Regions from separate parts of the Anas platyrhynchos genome. Here region 2 is linked to region 1. The links are chromatin contacts, called in public Hi-C maps. All regions are on one chromosome and are shown on one strand. Each heading gives the region's core, a stretch centred on a gene start, on an enhancer-like site or on the middle of the called end of the contact. The rest is flanking DNA. Distances are from core to core; before and after follow the strand shown. Region 1 holds the start of GALNT10 (polypeptide N-acetylgalactosaminyltransferase 10). Region 2 overlaps GALNT10 (polypeptide N-acetylgalactosaminyltransferase 10).

Region 1 (3,975 bases), core at 1,125-3,624:
AGCAGCAGAGGGCTCAGAAAGCCAGCACTCATCTCGCTCCCAGGCTGGAGAGAGGGGCTGGCACAGCTGGCAGCTCTCTGCAGCACGTAAAGGGCCTTCTGCTTTCCTTTGCCCACCCCTGCAGGCATCCCCAGGTCAGAATCCGGCCCTTCTCCAGCATCAGTCCTTGCCCTGAGGAGCTGTGGCCAGAGGAGAGCAGAAGAGGAGCACTGACCCAGGGCTCTGCCATCTCGTCCCCGTGCTGCCGTGCCATCCGGGGGCTTTATCCCACAGCTCCTGCTCTGTACACCCCCCTTAGCACTTTGTGTTCTTCTCTAGCCCTCCACCAGCCCCTGCTGGCCCAGCTCCTCCTGCACCCAGCTCCTCGTCCTCCGTCTGAGCTTTCCTGGCACCGCTGCCCCTGTGCTGCGCCCTCCCCTGCAGCGTCTCAGCACAGGAGCTGCAAGCCGGGCAACCCAGCTCGCTAGCAGAGAGCTTCCACACAGGGACTGAGCTGCTATTAATTCATCCTATATTTGTTTTGAAAAGCACCTCGGCAAGGTACACCATTTCCCTTTCCAACTACAGGCTTAACATCCGCAGTCTTTCTCCTGTCTCAGAAGCAAATCCCCATTTATTTTGCATGTACCCAATTAATCCCCAAGGCATTACACCTAGCGGGCCAAAACGAGAGCTCTGCCTCTGCTAAAACACTGCAGGAGAAAGAGGAGAGGGAGAAACGCTGGGCTTTTAGTCAAAGAGACTGGCCTCAGCGTGGCAGTGTTTCGGCAGTGCGTTTCCCTGGTGCCATGGAGCACAGCGAGGAGCCCCTCAGGTGCCAGCAGCTTTCCTGGGGCTCCTGGAGATCTGCCCGTGGCTTTGATTGAAGCCAGGCTTGCAAACACTTCTCGGGGGTCTTTCTAGACCCCCCCCATGTTCCTGCTGCGATGCAAGGAAGTCCACCCATTTATTGTACAGGCGGCTGCATGGGTATAAATGGTTTTCCTTGGTAACCCCAAGGGGATTCAATCCATCACGAAGCAGGTAGGAGAAACCCAGAGCATCCATTTCCAGTGTGATCACCAAGGAGCAGCCACGGTGCCCTTGCTACGAGGCTCTTCAGACGCTTTGATTGTTTGGGATGCTCCCAGGTACAAAACTGATCTACCTGCAGCACCGGCCAATTCCTGCCCCAATTTGAGCTCGTGCGACTCCGCTGAAGTCAATACACCAGGCAAACATTTCATTTAGCAAGCAGGCTCAGAATCCCACATTTAAGCATGTGTCAAGCCAGCCAGTAGCTTTGTTTTAATTAACTCTCCAACTTTGTGGCTGTCATTTCTTTATATAAACGAGGATGTTCTGCCAAGGGCAGAACGCAGTCCCGCGTGCCTACCTACAGACCTCTGCTGGGGCACGAGCACTTCTCAAAGGGGGCAGAGGCAGGGAAGGGGCTGGGGATGATGCTGTCGGGGTCCATATGGCTGCAGGATTAAAGCAGAGGCAGCAGAGCTTTCCAGCCTAGGTGCTCACAGAGAAAGCAGGGATAACATCGCCGTAGTTTTTTTTGTAGGATTTTGGTGGCCAAGCATTATTCAGCAGTGGCCAAAGCCTCCGCACTGCCCAGGGGTGGTTTGGTGATGCTGGAAGACCCCTCCCAGGCAGGAGCAGAGGCATTTCACGAGTCACCATCTTCTCCGCCCAGGAAGGAACAATGGAAGGGAAATCAGCTGGCGACAAATCCTCATTTATAATTAAAAGGGGAGCAGGAGCTGCCTGAACGTGCCGCAGCTCGGGAGCTGCAGCCTGCGCCCCCCAGCTGCTCCCCCCCCAGCAGCTGCCCCCTGGCGGCCCGGGGAACTTTGGGGAAGTTCAAAGCCCTTTGCTGCCCTTCTGCGAAATAACAACTTCTTTATGCTGGAAAAGACCAAATATATTTTTTATTATTATTATTTTTTTAAATTATTATTTTTAGCGGAAGCCCCAGTGGTGTCACAGCCTTGCTGCTGGCACCAGCCGAGCCGGGCACCTTCCTAGCTAAAGGGGCAAGTTGGCTCGTAAATAAGGACCAGATCCACCCCCCCATTTTGGGGGAGATTCCCCAAATTCCCCCAATTTTGCTGCTGTTAAATTTAATTAAAATAAAAAAAATAATAATTAAAAAAATGAATTAAAGGAAAAAAAAATAGAAAAAAGAACACATGCTGAGCCAACCCATCCAGTTCACGGGCAGCTTAATTAACCCCGCAACCCCCCCGCAGGGCGCTAATTGCCTGGGGGCACCTCCAGGGAGGGCGGGGGGGGGTGGCACAGGGGGGAGGGGGGGCGTGGCTTGTGCTAAGCCCCGCCCACTTTTGGCGTTTTGTGGGCGTGTCCCGGCGAGGCCCCGCCCCCTCGCGCGGAGCGGAGCGGAAGTGCCGGAGTTGGCGCTGCTCGCGCGCGGGGCAAGTTGGGCTCCGGCGGGGCGGGGGCGGCTCCGCGCCCCCCTGCTCGCCTTCATCCCCTCCTCCTCCTCCTCCTCCTCCTCCTCCTCGCCGTCGCCGCTCTCCTTCTCCCCGCGGCTCCCATGCGGCGGAAGCAGAAGCGGCTGCTGCAGGCGGTGGGGCTGGCGCTGGCCGCCCTCGTCTTCTTGCCCAACGTGGGGCTCTGGTCCCTCTACCGGGAGCGGCAGCCGGACGGCGGCGGTGGTGGTGGCGGGGGGGGGGCTGCAGGGCAAGGGGCGGCGGTGGTGGTGGAGGTGGGGGCTGGAGAAGAGACGGTGAGTGAGGGGGGGGGGTACTGGGAGGGTGTGGGGGGGGGTAATGGAGGGGTACTGGGAGGGTACTGGGAGTGGGGGGGGTACTGGGAGGGTACTGGGAGTGGAGGGGAGGGCTGCTGGGGGGGTACTGGGAGTGTAAAGGGTCCTTGGGGGGGTCCTTGGAGAGTGGTAGGGGCTGTGGGGGGTACTGGAGGGGGGCTTCTGGAGGGGTACTGGGAGTTTAGGGGGTGTTAGGGGGGTGCTGGGAGTGTATGGGGGAAGTGGGAGGGTACTGGGAGGGTGTGAGGGGTTTGGAGGGGGTGCTGGGGGGTTCTGGAGTGTGTATGGGGCTGCTGGGGGGGTCCTGGGGGTGATTGTGGAGGCATAGGGGGTGCTGGGGGGGTCTTGGGGGTGATTCTGGATTTGTGGGGGATGCTGGGGGGGGGGTCCTGGGCGTATATGGGGTGCTGTGTGTGTAGGGAGTGCCCAGCAGTGTGGGGCTGCAGTGGGTGGGGGCCAGAGCTCAGCTGCGGTGTGTTGTGTTCGTGCATGCCTGGAGGATGGGGCTGAGCTTTTGAGGACCCCCGCCCACATCTCAGTGTTTGGGGGGTCTCGTCTGGCCCCTCTGTACACGGGGATGGGGAGCAGCTGCCCCACAGCAGCAGGGATCTGGTGGTTTGAGCCCAGGGGGAGGCAGCCCCCCAGGAGGCAGTGGCAGGAGGGAGGCTGCCTGCAGGGAGGGAGCCGAGCGCGGCTCCTGTGAGAAATGGGAGCAGCTGAATTGACGTAAGCTGAGGAGAGAAGGGGCTCGAGTAGGGGATGGGGTGGAGGTGGACGGTGAGTACTTTCTTGGCAGCTTACGGATCCAGAGACCAGAGGTCTGCTTGCCTTTCTGGCCGGGCTTGGTAAGGGAATAAAGCAGGATCTTCGCTCTGAGGAGTAAAGAAGGGAAGTTTGCCCCCTCCTTGCAATGGAAAGAATAGTAAATGTGTCTCCTGAGGGCATCCCTTCTGCTCCATTTCTCCTCACCTGTCTCAGGAAGGTATGGGGAACGCGCATCACCAGTTACTTCAGGGTCCCCACGGACCTTGTGGCAAGGGCTAGCAGAAAGCACCGGGTGGAGCGTGAGGGCGATGCCTGTGCCCTGATCCTCCTCTGGGGAAAGAAGAGCACGGAGCTGTTCCCATCGAGGTGGGGAATGCCCGCTGGGTACCTGCTGCTTGGTGGTGGTGCAGCAAAATGCATTCCTTGCTCGTCCC
Region 2 (4,307 bases), core at 850-3,349, 74 kb after region 1:
TCAGTCTATCCATTTAGGACAAAAATGTGTGCTCTTTTGACTTGTGTATATGCAGAATAGCTCGGTGTATCAAACCAATTCTTCTAAAGGTCTTCCTGTGTCAGGTCATGTTCAGGTGAAACCGAAGATTTCAGTCTTGAATTTTAGTTGCTGGCATTACACCTATTCGAACGAGCCGCATCCTTTTGTAAGCCTTACATGCAGGATGCTCCAGGCAAAGTGCTCTGCAGGTCTGTGTGGTGTGAGAACCATTTTCCTTCATCTCAGTGGATTAACAAATACTAACCTTTTAGTGCACTCTTGGATTTTGAAGAAAGGATAAAAAAGCATGCACAAGTGTTTCTGTGCAGCACTGGCTACATTTCCTTTCTGCTGCCCCTAACTCTACAGCCCTAGTTTCTGTGTTCAGTGGTCTCTTCTGACAACGTTTCTGGTTGTGTCACTGAAGTTAGTGCTGACTGGGGCCTTTGCTGCTTATTCCAGGCACATACTGGCGCTGCTTCTCAGCAGCTCACGTTTGCCCACACTGAAACAGGCCTGGCATTTTGCTTTTTCTTTTTTTAAGCAGCACATCCTGCTTAACTCTAAGGCTCTCAGCTTCAGTGAAGGGTGGCTTCTTTCTCCCTTCCTATCCTATTGATGCAGAGATCAGTTTCAGACTGTCAACTAGAATTTTTGCTCTCTGTTCACCCTAAGTGCTTAGGTCAGATTTCAGAGTAGCCTTCCACCAAGCACCAGCAGGAAAATGGGCATGCACACACCCCTGTCCCCCTGTGAAATGCAATTATTGGAAAGTGCTATCGTTGTGCAATTATTGGAAAATGCTCCAGACGATAAGGAGGAGCCGTGCTGGTGTGTATTGTGCAAACACACAGATCCCAACGCCTCTTTAGTCACCTCAATCTTTTATAGAACCGTAAGTCCCAGCTGTAATGGCAGCTGATGCTTACAATGCAAAGAATTACAATTTTCCTGAATTACTGTTTGCCCTTGCTTTCATCCTCTCACTTACCTCGTTACGCAGAGAACCCCCTTGGCTTCTCCTCCGTGTCCTTTTCTTCCCACCTTTCAGTGTATGCTCAGACACCCAGCCAGCTTCTCTCCATTGATCCACCCCATGCGCTTTATATTTGTTGTGCCTCGCAGAAGCAGCTTTCTTTTCAAGGCTTGACTCACTCTTTTGTGTGTGTGTGCTTTTGTGTTTTTTTTTTCTTCCTGTCTTGGGAAGCATTGGCTCATCGTGCTGCAGTCTCTGGAAACCATAAACCTTGTACACCCAGATAATTTGTGTTCACACACCAATCGTGGTATTGTATTGTGTGTTTGAGAGGAGAGGTTTAGCTGTCTTACGTGTCATTGTTTTCTGAAATGGCAGAACGGGAATTGGATCAGAATAACATTCCCATGTAGAGAATAGGTGCCGTGTTATCTTCTGCTTTCATAGCTAAGTCAAAGGCTCTTGAGTCACTTTATGAATATGGAGTTATGGCTCTCCAGGCCACTGAGAAGACTGAAATAATACCACCTGTGTTACTTACTTCTGTATATGCTTTAATGATTAGGGAGAGATTGTAGCCATAGAGAAATCTGCTGCAGTATTCCCGCTGACCTCACTGTAGCCAGGTTTTCGGTTAATTCCAGCAGATCTGTCAGCTGCTAGGTTCCTATCTCAAAATGTAGATTGGTGAAATTGTGCCTGGGGAGGAAGAGAGATTTCCTGCTCTCTCCTAATGAGATCTGATTAGATCATTTTGTAAAGCCCAGCCTGCCGGACCAGCTTTAATTCTTGTTCTTGCAGCGTTCCAGTAAATTGTTGTTTGGAATTAAGCGCATCAAGTTCAGGCTCTGATGTTTGCTGTCATGTCAGCTAGTGAGGTTAGGCACCAGCTCACCCTTCTATAAAACAGCAACCAAAAAAAAAAATAAAAGAAAAAAAAAAGGAAAAAAAAAAGCAACTGGCTCCCTGGCCTAAGGAGGATGCAGTAAGTGGCAGGCAGTGTTAGAGCAGAGGCACCAGGAGCTCCCCCCAGAGCAGCGCCGCTTCAGCTGTTTGGCAGCGCTGTATTTTTAGCAGTGTAAGTTCTGATGTGTCATGCCTGTGAACTGTGGCCTTGTTTAAAAACAACCAAATATTGCCAGCCGAGTGGAAGTGTTCTCTCAGCTAACGCGCAGCTATTTCGGGTTTGCTTCGCTAGCAGTTATTCCTTGACAGGCCCTCGAATGTGATTCCCCTGACCTTTAACTTTCTAATGCTTTTGCTAGCTGTGTTTTACTGATACACGTCACACTCTTCCCCTCTCTCCTTTCTTCCAGTTTTATAGATAAGGGCTGGTAATTGTCTTTATGGAGGTTGTAATGAGTTCTGTCACTGCACAAAGAAGCTCGCTAATAAAATAAATCAAAGCAGCAATGAATGAATGGAAAGCGTGCTTTTAAAATTAGATTTGTACTGCGAGTGCCACACTGTCACTTGCAGCATGAGACAATATTAAAAAAGCACTGAGTTGGCAAAGTACCTGGAAAGGGTCGTGGAGGTGTCTGCTAGCAGGAATTAAGAAGCCTTCTGCTGGCTTCACACAGCGGTGTTGCAGCATCACTGGGGAGTAAATATTGTAAGGCATGATTAGGAAAGGAGCATGTAAAACTGATCGTAAATTTCACTTATGCAGTAAGTCAGTTGAGTGGCTTTTCTTATCATGTCATTACATGGGTTTATGTAGTGTCCTCCTGTGGGCCTGGAGTCTTTTTGTACCAGCAAGGAGCTCTTGGCCCCACATCTCATCGCTCTGTCTAGCCTCCCGTACCCCTTCATCCCGGTGTGCCATACAACGTTTGGGCAGGCAGCAGGGCTAACAAGCTGGTGTTTTCGTTCAGGGTTGCTTTACCCTAAAACACAGCTGGTTGTGAACCAACGGGGCTTACTTGGTGCTGGTGCAGTGTACGATGTGAAAATACAGGTTGGTGAGGGGTGTTTCTGCCTGTGCAACTGAGCTCTAGGCTTCTCAGCTGTTCCTGCAGGTTTTTTTTTATAGTTCCCAGGTTCTGGACAGATCTGTTGCAGCTCTTACAGCTTTGTACAAACCCTCTGTCGTAGAAACAAACAAACAAAAAAAAAAAACATCTTAAACTATTCTTTTCTTGGTCTACCTGTTAATTTCCTAGTGGTGAAATCACATCGTGGCTCTCTGTAGTAAAAAGCGCAGCAGACAGAGAATAGGAAGCATTTCTAATTCAACAAGAAACTTCACAGAAGCCGAGTGCAAGTTTCTTTTTTTATATTCATCTCTTCTGCACCAGACTCTTAAGACACAGCAGGGACAAAAGGAATGAAATTCTGTAGGAGTGTTTGTCAACTTTCTTCTTGTCTCTCTCTCGCCGTAACGGCATGTAATTAAGTACCTTGAACTTTAGAAGTTGTCTGTGAAAAATATTCCACTAACTGAGAGCAACCAGCCTCCATTAAGTTATACACAGTCAGCAAATGACTGTAATTATTAGGGCCAGTAGACAGAGCTGAAACTCCAGAGGACTTTAGTGTCAGAGCTAATAATTATGCAGCAGCCTTGGCCAAATATTTCTCTGCCGAGCTAAGTATTTAATATTGTCACCGTGGAATATTAATAGAATTGCCTGCTATGTGTGAAGCTGTTGACTAAGCTCATCGTACGGTGAACTGTGGTGGCTCAAATTAGCCACAGTGAATGGAGAGCTCAAGAGCTCTGCATCAGCTTGCAGCACCAGCAGGCCTTCTTTAATACTGCTGCCTTGGGGGTATTAACACAAGATCTAGGGACAAAACGAAGGCCATTCAATGTCATGCTTCAAGAATTTAGAAAAGCATTTGGCTTGAATAGCGAAGAGTACTTTTCACTATTGATTAGGTATCTCTGGGAAGCACGTATCGATATATTTCTTAAACCTAATGGAGCAGATGAGCTGCTGCAGAAATGTCTCCTTTGGTTTCACTTGTTTGGGCAAAATGACTACACCCAGGCTATAAATAAGGAATAGCAGAAAGTTGTTGCAGACTGTTGGCACAAAGTGAAGTCTTCCCAGATGGGGAAGGAAACATCTGGGTGTAATCCAGACATTAATCAAGCCTCAAGGTAGTCATCTTTAACTAGCAGTGTGTTTCACTGACTTTCTGAAGACTTTTTTTTAAGGCAAACTATGTTTTTACCAGGAAGGGATTTCTGCTTAACTGTAAGGTTGCAAGAGCAATTAGTGCCTGTCAGCAATAAAACCATAAGAGTGATATCCCAGACTTTGCAGTGATAACCACCAGGAAAAGTAGCAGGTCTTTACTG

Evidence for each region. A called contact is a pair of places that touch in the nucleus more often than the background predicts.
Region 2: a Hi-C map of subcutaneous adipose tissue shows a contact between it and region 1, with 1.6 times the contacts expected there. The contact joins the enhancer-like site here to the promoter of GALNT10 in region 1. A contact is called at or near these places in 3 of 8 Hi-C or Micro-C datasets (F1 follicle, liver and subcutaneous adipose tissue).

The regions. Positions count from the first base shown.
Region 1 is chr14:6,886,854-6,890,828 of IASCAAS_PekinDuck_T2T, forward strand. GALNT10 (polypeptide N-acetylgalactosaminyltransferase 10) reads left to right here and starts at 2,375. Exons shown (of 12, transcript XM_072023543.1): 1 at 2,375-2,737. The coding sequence starts at 2,546.
Region 2 is chr14:6,961,207-6,965,513 of IASCAAS_PekinDuck_T2T, forward strand. All of the region lies in intron 7 of GALNT10 (polypeptide N-acetylgalactosaminyltransferase 10), which reads left to right. Among named protein-coding and RNA genes, the nearest start is that of SAP30L, 18 kb to the right of the region's middle. Within about 2 kb of position 2,100, at least 4 of the 8 cell types and tissues checked have an H3K27ac peak or open chromatin away from gene starts, as enhancers often do. A contact at or near this core is called in F1 follicle and subcutaneous adipose tissue, where this site is marked.